2 separate regions of the Gossypium hirsutum genome follow, and region 2 is linked to region 1. The links are chromatin contacts, called in public Hi-C maps. All regions are on one chromosome and are shown on one strand. Each heading gives the region's core, a stretch centred on a gene start, on an enhancer-like site or on the middle of the called end of the contact. The rest is flanking DNA. Distances are from core to core; before and after follow the strand shown.

Evidence for each region. A called contact is a pair of places that touch in the nucleus more often than the background predicts.
Region 2: a contact with region 1 is called in a Hi-C map of hypocotyl, with 2.7 times the contacts expected there. The contact joins the promoter of LOC107955267 here to the promoter of LOC107955262 in region 1. A contact is called at or near these places in 2 of 34 Hi-C or Micro-C datasets (hypocotyl and leaf).

Annotation. Positions count from the first base shown.
Region 1 is chrA07:31,713,413-31,716,112 of Gossypium_hirsutum_v2.1, forward strand. LOC107955262 (desiccation protectant protein Lea14 homolog) reads left to right here and starts at 1,402. Exons shown (of 2, transcript XM_016891005.2): 1 at 1,402-1,684; 2 at 2,027-2,384. The coding sequence starts at 1,479. The coding sequence ends at 2,276.
Region 2 is chrA07:31,885,867-31,888,638 of Gossypium_hirsutum_v2.1, forward strand. LOC107955267 (delta(8)-fatty-acid desaturase 2) reads left to right here and starts at 1,265. Exons shown (of 2, transcript XM_016891007.2): 1 at 1,265-2,368; 2 at 2,371-2,772. The coding sequence starts at 1,483.

The DNA.
Region 1 (2,700 bases), core at 152-2,651:
ATAATTTAGTGAACAAAATAAAAAATAAAAATAAAACTCCAATGAACAGATTAGAATGCCAGTTCTATACTTTACTACATTTAAAAATGTATGGAGAACATGCAGAGAAATATAGTGTGTATATATATATATATATTAGATCATATAGAGGAACATTGAACAAAAAAAAATCATGAGGAATCATTCATTAAAGCAGCATAATAATTTGGAAAAAGTGGGGTTGAAACTTGAAAACGCTTCATCCATCTCGATTCCCACATGAATCACACATGATTAGGGGCGAGTTTAAAGGGGTGGGCACTGGACAGGGGCTTCCCACGTATTCTCCCAGTTTTTTTTTTTTATAAATTTTTGAATAAGTTGTGATTATACCATAATCACTCACCAACCCATAAATAAGAAGATATTATACTTCAGCGCATTCAAACTCAATCATATTGTATTGACAAACAATATTCATACCAATCAAGCTAAAACTCAATTACCAAAACAATATATAAAATTTTAATTTAACATTTATTTTTTTAAAATAATTTAATATGATTAATTTAATAATGTCTTTTATCAATCATATTATTTACATTTCTTTAATGTATGCAATCCTATTTTTTTATAATACAGAATAATTCTATAACTATTTTTATTAGTTTAGTTTAGTTAGAGTATAATCTTTTTAACATTAAAACTTTAATTCATATTAAAATTTTACAGATACAAGAAAAGAAAAAATGACTTACAAAGTTAACCAGAAAATTAATATCATTTACATATTCTTATATTTAAAAGTGATATTGGTGAAAAAATTATATAAAAATAACACCAAAATTAAAATTAATTGAATCCACCCAAAAGAATTTTAAATTTCTTAATTTTACCACAGATTTTTTTTTAAATTATAGTTTTAGATATTTACTTTAAAATAAATATAAAATTATTAAAAAAACATAAAATACTTTTACCAGAAAGTTTAGATATATTTTATTAACTCCCGTGAATTCAATTATAAACTATAAAATTTTAAAAAAATTTGCATATTTTTTACTCATAATTTATTTACTGTATGTCCCAACCTAATAACTTATATTTACTGACGTAAATCCCCATTTTCTGTAGACAATTAACTTTATCAAACCAATTCAATAATAATAATAATAATAATAATAAACATTAAAGCTCCCTCAACAAAGAATCTAAAAATCTGCTTTGAAGTTGCGACTACTTAAAACGTGGACAGGAGAAGTTGCCAAAATTAAAGCACAGATCTCCCTCTACGGAAAAACTAACCAACAGCTCTACGCGTTTATTCTCACGTGCCATCATCATCCATCAAGCATGTCTAATTTACACGTGTCACCTACACAGATGCCCCCGCTCCCTTATAAAATGGAAACCCAAACATGAGGGGTCTCTAACGTCAAAACAGACAGCATCCTCAGATATCGAGCCATCCCCCAAATCTAATAGTCAGTTTGTACACGATGGCGGAGTTGTTGGACAAGGCGAAGAACTTTGTGGCCGATAAGGTGGCCAATATGAAGAAGCCTGAGGCTAGCATCACGGATGTTGATCTGACCCATGCGGGCTTTGACGGCATCCAGTATAAAGCTAAAGTCTCCGTCACCAACCCCTATAGCGCTCCTATCCCCATCTGCGAGATCTCTTACACTCTCAAAAGTGCTGGCAGGTTTGATCCCCCTCCTCTCCTCTCCGCTTTTCATCAATCTTCTGTTCACTATTCCTTTTCGTTTTCTTTTATAAATATTTGATTTCTGAGATTCGTTTTTGAAGTTGCACCATGGGATATGGTTTATTCATTCATGTTTGACACATTTTTCTATTCATACTGATCTGTTTAAATGGCTTTGGGGTTTGAAATCTGAAAAAAAAAACAACACAAGAATTATAATGGCGCTTTTGACAGATTCTTCCTAGCGGATATTCCAATAATGGACCGTCTTAGACATTGGAAATTGGGATTATGTTGGGCGTTTGATTTAGCTATTGATGATTTGTGAAATTGCGACAGGGTGATTGCATCGGGGAAAGTACCAGACCCGGGTTCACTGAAGGCAAGCGACTCGACGATGTTGGACGTGGAAGTGAAGGTACCGCATAGCGTATTGGTAAGCTTGATAAAGGACATCGGTGCAGACTGGGATATTGACTATGAATTGGAAGTGGGACTCACCGTGGATCTTCCTCTCTTTGGAGACCTGACCATCCCTCTCTCTCAGAAAGGAGAGATCAAGCTTCCTACTTTCAGAGACTTCTTTTGACTTCTATTCATCCCTCATGTATTCTTTCTTTTCTGAAACATGAATTATATGTCAAAAATACTATATGTGCTTTAAGTTGAATAAATTGTTTTTACCGATCCGAGCTAATCCTAGATCTATATTTTTTTTTAATAAAGTTTTGAGTTTACCTTTGATCAAAAGAGAAGGGAAATCATGAAATCCTTTAATTATGAGTTTAGAGGTTCAATTCTAACCCATTAAAATAAAACACATTTCATTACCATCACGGTGGAGACCTTGAACATGAACTTCCTTTCTCAGATGGGATAAAGTGATGACTTTCCCTCAACTGAAGTAACATCTCCACCATCAATGAAATGGCTTGGGTCAGTTCGAGATAAACAATCAAGATTTGTAACATGGTCAATATACAAAATTAAAGATACTAAAAATTTTTCTAAGA
Region 2 (2,772 bases), core at 15-2,514, 170 kb after region 1:
ATTTTTATTTTTACGAACTTAGTCCTTCATCTTTTCGAAATTAAAAATTTAGGTCTGATTGTTGAGATTGTTAAAGTTATTTTCTTAAATTCATTAGGGTGACATTTTAAAATAAAAAAAACTCATTTGGTAACCATATAACAAATAAAATAACATTGTAATAGACATAAAGCTAATAATATTAACAGTCGAACTTATATTTTTAAATTAAAAATGTAGAGAGACTAAATTCCTAAAAATAAAATTAAGAAGACTAAATCCTGAATCTATGAAAAATACAAGAACTTGGAGCAAATCTTAACCTAATTAGAACTGTGAAGTTGATAAAATATGGGTAAAAGTACCATAGAGGCCCTTATATTAGAAACTAGATTGTAATTTGCTTCCTCTACTCAAAAAGTGGATAAATTAATTCTTATACGTTAGATCAAAGAATAAATTAATCATTTCTGTTAAAAATTATGTCTAATTATATAATTAAAAGCTAACTTAACTAATGAAATAATTACACGTTCACACATGTTTACTTCAATGCATTAGTTTTGTTAACGAGGGGGATTCAAATTTATAAGGATCTGATTCACATGTCACTGCACAGCTACATAAAATACAATATAATTATGAGCTACCTAATGGGGTGTTGCCCTTGCGCGTGGGGCCTTGGCTCTTCGTCAAACTTAAAACGTCTCCTTATTGGCTGTAATTTTTATAGTACTAAATTAGAAGTTTGAAAAGAAAAATTAGTTTAATAATCTTTTTGTAAGATATTTATTTAGATTAGATTTAAAGAGGTTTAATTATGTTGTTAGTGTCTAAACTCTTTGCATATTTTAATTTTAGTAATTTAATCAGTTGATAATTTTTTAAAAATTAAAAAAAAAGTTGCTTAGGTGATCAAGATTGCACGTATGAAAAGTTAAATAAGTAAAAAAAATGTTATCCCATGTTGTAAGGGTTTTTAACATCATTTTAAAGTAGCAAAATAAAAAGTCTTTACTTTTAAATTTTTAATTAAAAATCACATCATCCAATTTAACATATTTTCTTTAATTGTGGTATTAATTGTTATAAAAAAAGGCTAAATCGTAAGTGTAAAAAAATATTGAGTAGTGAGAGCAAAATTAGACCTTATTTAGATGAGATATGAAAAAGTTAATTAAAGATAGTAATTAAATTAAAAAAATATCTAGTCACGCAAAAGTCTAGCGCAAGTAACCTTCGTTAAAATCTCCGTAAAAGCAGAGGGGCAGTGCCGAGTATATATAAAAGATCGAGATAAAGGGGGAGAGAGAGAAATATTGAAGGAGAAAGTTTTAAGGATCAAAACGAAATCATATTTCTTGTTAATGGATTCTTTTGGTTGAACAGTCCGAAACCCATTTCCAGAAAAAAAAAAGAATCAAGAAAACACCGAGTGGGGTTTTTCTTGGTTTTGATTTGTATACTTGGATTTGCAAGGAAAAGATTTTTGGTTGAGGTTCAATGGAGGGTGAGAAAAGATACATTAGTGCGGAAGAGCTGAAAGAGCATAACAAATCTGGGGATTTGTGGATCTCAATCCAGGGCAAGGTTTACGATGTTTCAGAGTGGGCAAAGGAGCATCCCGGTGGGGAAATCCCGCTTTTGAATCTGGCCGGCCAAGATGTTACCGATGCCTTTCTGGCGTATCACCCTGGAACCGCTTGGCAGTATCTTGACAAGTTGTTCACTGGTTATCATCTCAAAGATTTCGAGGTGTCGGAGGTATCCAAGGATTATAGGAGGCTGGTCTCGGAGTTTGCCAAAGCCGGTATGTTTGAAAAGAAAGGACATGTAGCCCTTTTTTCACTTACAGCTGTAGCTCTGTTGTTTCTTGTTGTTCTTTATGGTGTTTTGAGATGTGATAGCGTGTGGGCACATCTTGGGTCGGCCATCTTGTTGGGCTTGCTTTGGATGCAAAGCGCATACGTTGGTCACGATTCAGGTCATTACCAGGTAATGACTAGCCGCGGTTACAACAAGCTCGCTCAGATTTTATCTGGGAATTGTTTAACCGGGATCAGCATTGCCTGGTGGAAATGGACTCACAATGCTCACCACATTGCCTGCAACAGCCTCGACCACGATCCCGATCTCCAGCACATTCCTGTTTTTGCCGTCTCTTCACACTTTTTCACTTCCTTAACCTCTAGCTTTTATGGAAGGACATTAAATTTCGATCCTTTAGCAAGGTTTCTTGTCAGTTACCAGCACTGGACATATTACCCTGTCATGATTGTGGCAAGGGTCAACCTATTTGTCCAAACATTCTTGCTCTTGTTTTCAAACCGTAGTGTCCCAGATAGAGGTTTTAACATAATGGGAATCCTTGTGTTTTGGACATGGTTCCCCTCCTGGTTTCATGTCTTCCCAATTGGCCGGAGAGGATCATGTTTGTTCTTGCCAGCTTCGCCGTCACATCGATTCAACACGTTCAGTTCACATTGAACCATTTCTCAGCAAATGTGTACGTTGGACTCCCAACAGGCAACGACTGGTTCGAGAAGCAAACAAGTGGGACAATAGATATCTCTTGTCCTTCCATGATGGACTGGTTCTTCGGTGGTTTACAGTTCCAGTTAGAGCACCATTTGTTCCCCAGGTTGCCGCGGTGCCATTTGAGGAAGGTTTCCCCTCTGGTGAGGGAACTCTGCAAGAAGCACAAATTGCCTTACCGGAGTCTGTCTTTCTGGGAGGCGAATAAATCAACGATTAGGACTCTGAGGACTGCCGCCTTGCAAGCTCGAGACTTAA